2 separate regions of the Sus scrofa genome follow, and region 2 is linked to region 1. Evidence: chromatin contacts called from public HiChIP or PLAC-seq data. All regions are on one chromosome and are shown on one strand. The core of a region is the stretch at or near the end of the contact, and the rest is flanking DNA. Distances in the headings are between cores, read along the strand shown. Region 1 holds the start of HTRA4 (serine protease HTRA4). Region 2 overlaps TACC1 (transforming acidic coiled-coil-containing protein 1).

Region 1 (4,394 bases), core at 1,262-3,761:
GATTTAATCCTGGGACAGGAACTTCTGTATGCTGCAGGGATGACCCCCCCCCAAAAAAAAATTAATGCCAAGAGGAAGAGACTAAAAGAAGCATTTTTACCTAAGTTAATCCTTCCCTGTCCTCATGCCCAAATTTAACGCAGGGGCCAAAGCATATGATCAGAAAATCTTTAGTGACTTGAAGGAGATCTATTTCTTTCAGGCAGTGTCATTTCCTTGAAGTCTGTGTCAGGTTGAAAACTTTTCTTGACTGCACTGCTTTGGAGACAAGCTTCACTTAAATTGTGTTTGGCCTAGTGGTTCTGTATACACACTGATATGAAAAAGGAAATCTAGGAGTTCCTGTTGTGGCTCAGTGGGTTAAGAACCCGACAGTGTCCCTGAGGATATGAGTTTGATCCCTGGCCTCGCTCAGTGGGTTAAGGATCCAGGTTGCAGACTCGGCTGGGATCTGGTGTTGCTGTGGCTGAGGCGTAGGCTGGCAGCTGCAGCTCTGATTTGACCCCCAGCCTGGGAACTTCCATATGATGTAGGTGCAGCTGTAAAAAAAATAATAATAATAAAGAATATCTACCCTGGATTGAGCTATCTCTTTTTCTCTTTTCTGTGACCTCTTGTATACTTTTGTCCTCAGAAATCCTTGGTTTGGGGATTATTTATTTATGAGTCATCATGGTGACAGCATACTTCAAGTAGACTGATTTTTAAGAAGCCATTCCTGATTCTTAAAGCTGGTTTCTCTGGTTTCATCTTCAAATTTTTCTCAAGAACATTCTTTAGCAGGGTCAAAGAAAGTGCACCATCAGCAATGTGGAACTTACAAAAATAGATTAGAACTTGTGAAATCTCTATAAACATTCCCTAACTCATGGAATGATGTCATCTCTTGGTGGTATGAAAATCTACCCATTTCTCTCTCTTTTAAATAAACTCTCTGCTAATTAATTGCCATTATAGTAAGATGATCTGTTTCTTATTCAGTAAGGCCTATTTTGAGAATGTAGTAAATTAAATGTACTTATAAATCCAAATTGTATTAGATCAAAGGAAAACAAGGACTCCAGTTGGCAAATACTTGGAAATTTCAAGTTAATACATTGTTTATGTTATTCCAACACCAGATAAATATAATTCCTTTTGCTGAAGCCTAAAGGCATTCTTATTCCCAAATCTTATTTCGGAATTCCTTTTGTGTCCATATTTCTTACCTTCTGGTTAATTTCACCTTACCACTTTTTAATGTCACTACACATGTGAGTCAAAGATGGTGCATGCAGAACCAAGGCATTTGGTTTTAAATGTGTAAAATGGAACCAAATGGAAAAAAACAGGACGGAGATGCAGTATCTGCTAGTAGTTAAGTGCCTGGGCTCTGGAATAAATATGTTTTAAAAAGCGGGGGGAAGGAGGAATCAAAAAAAGGTACTGCTTTTTTTATGTATGGAATAAAAATATTCTCTAAATTGGGCTGGGTTTTTTTTTTTTAGGAGTAGACTTTTAAAGGCAACTGTGGCTGTGGTCATTTTATTTTACTATTTTTTTGGCCACACCTACAGCATTCAGAAGTTCCCTGACCAGGGACCAGACTGGAGCCACAGCAGTGACAACAATGCCAAATCTTTAACTGTTAGTCCACGAGGCAACTGTGAGTTTTGCTATTTTCATAAGACTTTTAATTCAGTCTTGACCCACTGTGTGTAGTAGAATTTCAGGTGTCTCCCCATAGCTGAACTGTATTGTCCACTGTTCTTGAAAGTTAAGAATTTGCTTGCTCAAGATCAGCTGATGGCTGGTGAACACAGTTTGGCCTTTGGCATTTTGTGAGATGACTTAATTGTACTATGGTGTTTGAGGAATAGAGACCTCAGGTGAAAATACTTCTGTTTCTGTTTTGAATGGTGAGCTCCCATGAGAAAGAGTCCAACATTTTTTTCTCCCAATGTCACTTTTTTCCCCCTTATTCTCTTTTTTCTCTGTCTCTGTCATTGCCTGCGGTAGTGAATTTCAGTCACTCATGCTGAGTAGAGTTTGAATAAAGTGAATATTTGGCCCCAAAACATACTGTTGGACGCCCCCACCCACCCCGCCTTGCTTGTAAGGTGTGGCATGATTTTGTGTTTTGAACCAGTATGTTTCAGCTGTGAAATGCACTCACTGTAGACACTGAGCTGAGTGCATGGAAACTGTTATGCTTTTCATTTTATGTGATCTCCTAATTGGTATGTAGCAAAAAATAATTTTCTAAAACTGTTTTGTTGCTTGTTTTGTAATAAAACCATGTGAAATACTGCAATACGGCAACGTGTGTTTTCCTAAGGCTGACCTTCTGTCCGTGGGTGGGTGATCTGGCTTGTCAGTGTGCCCCTGGCCTTGGTTTTAGGGATTTCACGACGTGGCTGTCTGCTTGGGGAAGGGCCAGGATGTCTCTTCATCTCCTGGGGTGGGACGGCTGGGGGAGGATTGGGGGAGGGGGTGCGTGGAGAAGACTGCCAGACTCTGCCCCTTAAAGTTGGGGACTGGCAGAAGCGGCACAGCAGTCCGGAGAAAGTGTGGCTCATCTTAGAGCAGCTGCGGGTCCAGAGGAAAATCATAAGAAAGTGGGGAGGAGCGGGGTCAGGAGGAAGGAAGCAGAATGTCCAGAACTCTGCTGCGGCCCGCCGGGCTCAGACAGCTCCTACTGCTGTGGCTGCTGCTGCCCCACGCACCTGGGGCCGGGGTCGAGGCCAGGACCGTCCGGCCCGCGCCGCCCTGCCCCGCGGTCTGCGAGCCAATGCGCTGCCCCCCGCTGCCCTCCTGCTCCGCGGGACGGCGCCAGTGCTTGACCGCTGCGGCTGCTGCCGCGTCTGCGCCGCGGCCGAGGGCGAGGCTTGCGGCGCCGCGCTCCGCCGGCCGTGCGCCCCGGGGCTGCAGTGCCTCGCGCCGCCCTCACCGCGGCTCCTTGGCAGCAGCGGGCTCGGTACCTGCCGCTGCCCGGCGGCGGGGGCCGCGGTGTGCGGCAGCGACGGGCGCACGTACCCCAACCTGTGCGCGCTCCGCGCCAGGAACCACGCTGCACGTCTCCGCGGCGGGCTCCCGGCGGTGCACGTGCATGAGGTGGACTGTGGGGACCCAGGTGAGCGGTCGACGCGCGCTCTCGGCGCCCTCTTGGCACTTTCTTAGGGAGCCTGTTCCAATCGCGTGGCCCAGCGCGGGCTCTTTCCTGCCGCATTGCCACAGGGATTCACCACCTCCTAGCTCCCAATTTTCTTCCTGCCTTACTTGTCTCGTTACCGGTTCCCAGGTAGTTGCTCCCCGATTTCCTCCCTATAGGTGTTGCCTGTCGCCTTCCCTTTAAAATTACTTTCCAATCGGAATGACAGGTCTGGTTCCCTCAAGGCGCTGTCTCACGGGAACGCAGTGAAAATACAGAGGGAGACCGAAGAGAGGAAGGGGAGGGAAAGGGGAGGGAGAAGAGAGGCAGAGAAGTTTGAGAGATGACCCCTGATGCAGTCAGGCAGCGAGGGTGTCCCCCGCCCCAAGAACGGAGCGTCTCTTCACAGGGACCAGAAGCGCGGGCTGGCTCAGGAGCAAGTACAACTTCATCGCAGAGGTGGTGGAGAAGGTGGCGCCGTCGGTGGTCCACTTACAGCTGTTCAGCAGGTAAAGGAGGCCAAGGGAGACGTCAACTCCTTGGGTTGTTTCCCAGCGTCTTCCTGCTCCAGGCCCGACTCTACCGCTCTTCCAGCACTGTTTAGTCCTAAAAACCCCGCTGTGAGGAAATCCAGCGGCTCCAAGAGGTTGAATTGCCCGTTAGTTGTTAGTCGTTTAGCCAAAGGGCGGAGGCACAGAGATTCTGACTTTCAAATCGAGGCAACCCCTCTCCTTCAAATTCAAGGTCAGATATTAGTGATAGAGGGCCTCTTGATGGTACTCTTGCTCGGCCTCTTCTTTTTCGTGGAGGGAATCCCAGAACCAGCGAGCAAGAGGAATTTGTCCTATGTCACAAGGCGGATTAGGAGAGGAACCCACGCTGGAACCAGACTTCTTTAACTCCCTCCCTGCCTGGGTGCTGGATAATGTTGCCCTAGGTCCACTTTTGTCCCCAGTATGACCATCAGGTTAGTTTTCCTTGAAGCAGAGGGCTGTGGCTCTGACCTGCTTTCACGAAGAGGGTATCCCTGGAATTCCTGCTTTGGTGCAGTGAGTTAATGATCTCTCATCCGGGTGGAGGTGCTGGTTCCATGCCTGGCCAGGTGCACTGGGTAAAAGATCCCACTTGCTGCAGCTGTGGCGGGTGTGGGTCTCCCAATTGAATTAGATCCCTGGCCCTGGAAGGAGATGGCTGAAAAATAAGAAGCGGGTGTTCCTAGAAAAAGAGAGTTGGAATCAGCTTTCAGTCCTGTTTCCAAGACGTG
Region 2 (4,394 bases), core at 1,268-3,767, 200 kb before region 1:
ATATATAAATATACAAAGCTTGAAGAAATTCTCTTCCAAAAAAATGTGCTGATTGAATGTGACAGAATTTTCTGGAGCCCCCTGGTGGCAGCGATGGAGTCAGATTTCACCCACAGAAGGAAAGAGGGGCCGCTTACCCGGGAGACCAAGAGCCCAAGATGCCAGGCGGGTTATCCCGTCTGCCCAGGAATATTCCTCAGAGAGCAAACCCCAAACAATGTAGTACTTGACTGGCTTGTCCAGCACCGCTTTTTCTCAGTTTTTGTTGCCCTTGGGCTACACTTGAAAATTTCTCTTGTGTTTCTCATTTGGCAGTCTTCTCAAAGTTCACTGCCTTTTTCTTTTAAGTAAAAGTTGTTTTTATACCCCTGATAATTGTCTGTCTTGTTTAGTTGATTCCATACCCCTGTTTGAATGGTCAGGGGGGCTGGGGACGGTCTTGTGCTTGGGACTGAAATGCTTGAGTGATTGTGTGTGTGTGTGCACATGTGTGTACATGTGGGATGTGTAAGTGTGTGTGATTGTGTATGTGGTGTATGTGTCTGTGTGGGAGGTGTGTGTGTGACTGTGTGTATGGTGTGTGGGGTGTGTGTGTGTGTGACTGGTGAGTGCGTGACTGTGTGTGTAACTGTATGATGTGCAGGGGTGTGTGACTGTGTGTGGTGTGGGGTGTGTGTGCTTGTGTATGTGTGGTGTGTGTGTGTGTGACTCTGTGCATGAGGTATGTGTGTGACTATGTGTAGAAGGAATGTGTTTGTATTTGTGTGTGACTGTGTGTATGGTGTATGGGGGGGGTCGTGACTGTATATATGATGTGTGTATGTGACTCTGTGTGTATATGAGGTATGTGTGTGACTGTGTGGGAGCGTGTGTGTGTGAGTGTGAACGAGCCCCTGTGCTGCCAACTCTGACTTGCTCACAAAGCAGGGACACTTTCACACGGAGAGAGATGACGACACAACGTCAGGAGACTGGTCCCCCGCTGAGCTGAAGAGCTGTCTTGTGGGGGCTGCTGTGTCTGATGTGGATGGAGTGTGAATACTCCAGCTGACAGCATCAGACCCCAGATTCCCCACCTTCTTTCCAAAGAGAGAGGGTTTTTTGGCTTCTTTGTTTGTTAGCTGCGCCTGGAACATGAGGAAGTTTCCAGCCAGGGATTGAACTCGCACCATGGTGGTGACAACATCGGATCCTTAACCCTCGAAGGCGCCAGAGAACCTCAGCAGAGAGGGTTTTGATGCTGTGTCTTATCCACCAGAGCCTCTCTCCCAGGAGCAGCAGCTTCCTTGCTTTAGGGTCCCTGGAGGGGAGCGTGGCCCGGGGCTCACATCTCTCTCCGGCATCAGTACCAGCCCCATCCCCTCCTGCCCCCCCTTCTCTCCCCCCACACACCTTCCCTCACACTGGAAAACCCTCTATGGAAGCTGAATCTTGCTGCTTCCTTTTTTGGTCACACTGGAGTGTTCCTCCACTTCACGTGGAGGAGGCTTGGGCTGTGGGAAACAACCATCTCCTCACTTGGTGCCGCCTGGAATGTGTCAGTTTTGTACGTTCAAGTTCAGAGAGAATAAGCAGTCCCCTCAGCCTGCGGCGCCACCGCCCAGCCACTCCGCAGATGTTCTCGAACAGGTGAATTTAAGTCAAATGTGGATGCTGAGATAAAACCATTCTGAATTCCTTATTTGAGGGGGGAAAATAAAAAGATCAACATCTCAGAGTTGCCATTGTGGCTCAACGGGTTAAAAACCCAACTAGTATCCAAGAGGATATGGGTTTGATCCCTGGCCTCACTCAGTGGGTTAAGGCTCCGGTGTTGCTGCAAGCTTCGGTGTAGGTCTGCAGACATGGCTCAGATCTGGTGTTGCTGTGGCTGTGGCATAGGCTAACAGCTGCAGCTCCATATGCTGCCCATTCAGCCATAAAAAGAAGGAAAAAAAAAAAGTATCAACATCTCAAGGGAGAAAGGATAGAAAGATTCCTGCACAAGGACACTTTACTATGTCTGAATTGGGATTTCTGTGCACTTGGCCCTGAATGGTGTTAGAGCCAGTTCTGGGCACATCTGAGGCTGGTTCTCCCCAACAGATGTAGCAGGAGTCCTGGAATGAGGCTGAAGAATGTTGCCACGCAATCTTGGTGTATCCATCCTGGCACCCGCCGGCCTGGAAAACATGTCTGCCAGCTGTCCCTGGTGGAGGCTTCCAGACTGTCCTAAATAAAAGGATTATTGAACCAAGGGGCCAATAACTAATGGAAATGCCCATCGTGGTGGCTGATCTCAGTGCAGAGTCGTATTTCTGCATGTCCTGTCCCCTGATATGGCTGAAATGGGTGCAGCTTGTTCCCAGGAATGCCTGCTGGTCGTTCCTCCTACAGGTGGCCCACACGGGCCATGGTCAGCCTGCCTTCCCTCCCCTTGGCATCCAGCCAGAGTGTTGCTACAGGAAGTGGGAGTCATAGAGATGGAAGAGCTGAGAGAGGTTGTCAGGAGACATAAATCATGGACGGGCTTGGGTCCTGTGTCCTTGGCTGAGCCGAGCTGTGGGGTGTAGAGGGCTGGGAGGGGGAGTGGAGGGAGTGTTGAGTCAGGCCTGACTCACTTCCCACCCCCGCATCTGGAGAGCTGGGGGATGCAAACCACAGGCGCTGGGAGTGGCGAGGGGGAGGGAATCAAAGAAAACACCAGTTGTGGCTCAAAGGAGGGGGTGATGTTGGTCAGACAAGAACAGGCAGTCCCTCGTGCAGCGGTAATTCGGCTGTTGTGAGTTAGGTGAGTTTTGTGGTAATGCAGAACTTTTGGGACGAAAGTTGGAGATGGTAAATGATATTCAGTCCATAAATGCCATTTGGAGGAGGAAATATTGAACTTGCTATCGATCCAAAAGCTTTTTGTCTCCTGTTTAGAGGTTAGAGCCTGCTTTGCAACTGAAATCCTAGTGATGTAAAGACACTTTACTGCCCATCACTCAGGGGCATCACCTGCCTACCTCCCTGACCCCACCTCCCACACCTCCCTCCTCCCTCCCTAGGCCCAGAGTTTCTGCGTCAATATGTCTGGATGGGGCTTGGGAATTTGTATTTTTTCTTTTTTTTGACCACCCCATAGCATTTGGAGTTTCTGGGGCAGGGATCAGATCTGAGCTGCAGTTTTGACCTACACTGCAGCTTCAGCAACGTGGGATCCTTTAACCTTCTGTGCTGAAGCTTCTGTGCCCACCGGGGATTGAACCTGAGTCCTGGCTCTGCAAAGACCCCACCGATCCCATTGCACCACAGTGGGAACTCTAGGAATTTGCATTCTTAACCCTCGGGTGTTGCTGCTGCTACTGCTGGACCAGGGACTGTTTTCAGGCCAAAGAATTAAACACTCCATTAAACATTCTATTTACCAAAAAAGAAGGAAAGAAGGAAAGAAAGGAAGAAAGAGAGGGCAGCATGGAAGCAGGTCAGCCAGTGTTTCAGTAAATACATTACAAGATGTTCTGACTCCATTAATAATCAGATGTGTTCAAATAAAACCAGCAATGGTTTTATTGCCACCTATTTGTCAAAGTGTTAGAAGATCAATTCCCTTAGTGAGTTTTTTTTTTTTTTTTTTTTTTGGCGGTGTTTGTGGAATGCTGAAGTTCAGCAGTAGCCAGAGCCACAGGAGTGTCAACGCTGGATCCTTAACCTGCCTGGCCACCAGGGAACTCCCTGGCCTCACTGAGTGTTGAAGAAGATTTAGGGAAGAGGCTGTATCATATATTGCCGTCTAAAACTATAGTAGTACAGCCTTTCTGGAGGGCAGCTTGCCTGCGTCTCCAGATTTAACATGTGTTCGAAAGTTTTAACTCCTCTTGGAGTCATCATTTCTTAATGATCCTGTATCTGTTCAAAGACCCATGTGTAGGGTTATTCCTCGTGATTTCATTTATAATGAGGAGCAGTGAACCCCCTTAATATCCCTCCACATAGGGAGCTAATTATGTAAATTAAGTAGATACACAAAGGCTTGTTACATGGCTGAGAAGAGATCAGAACACTGGCTCTGCAGGGGTTGGTAAGGGTCTTGGCTGCTGCCTGGTTCCCACTTCCTCACCTGGAGAGCAGAGCTTAAGGTGAAAACAGGAGATGTTGAGAATAAATAAGCCCTTACCTTTAGCAGAGGATAAAATGTATATTTAAATCTCATTTATTTAAATGATCTAGGGAGGTCCCTGGTGGTCTAGTGGTTAGGATTCAGCACTTTCTCTGCTGCTGTCTAGGTTCAATCCCTGGTCTAGGAACTGAGATATCACATCAAGAATGTCATGGCCAGAAAAAAAAAAAAAAAAAGATGAATCCTAAAATAAATTATAATCAGTTTAAAAAATAAAAATGTGTAGAATGATTGAATGAAAGGATAAGCATAG

Evidence for each region. HiChIP or PLAC-seq counts read pairs in DNA pulled down with a chosen protein or histone mark.
Region 2: an H3K27ac HiChIP or PLAC-seq map of alveolar macrophages shows a contact between it and region 1. The contact joins the enhancer-like site here to the promoter of HTRA4 in region 1. A contact is called at or near these places in 5 of 47 Hi-C or Micro-C datasets (embryonic fibroblasts, epiblast stem cells, fibroblasts and 1 more) and 2 of 2 datasets of contacts at active chromatin or transcription factors (alveolar macrophages and skeletal muscle).

The regions. Positions count from the first base shown.
Region 1 is chr15:47,624,006-47,628,399 of Sscrofa11.1, reverse strand. It overlaps HTRA4 (serine protease HTRA4), which reads left to right and starts at 2,511. Exons shown (of 10, transcript XM_021075121.1): 1 at 2,511-2,798; 2 at 2,801-3,112; 3 at 3,540-3,639. The coding sequence starts at 2,633. PLEKHA2 (pleckstrin homology domain-containing family A member 2) reads left to right here. Exons shown (of 13, transcript XM_021075122.1): 13 at 1-2,293.
Region 2 is chr15:47,819,109-47,823,502 of Sscrofa11.1, reverse strand. The region is part of intron 1 of TACC1 (transforming acidic coiled-coil-containing protein 1); the gene reads left to right. Among named protein-coding and RNA genes, the nearest start is that of TACC1, 40 kb to the left of the region's middle. Within about 2 kb of position 2,517, at least 33 of the 83 cell types and tissues checked have an H3K27ac peak or open chromatin away from gene starts, as enhancers often do. A contact at or near this core is called in alveolar macrophages, embryonic fibroblasts and skeletal muscle, where this site is marked.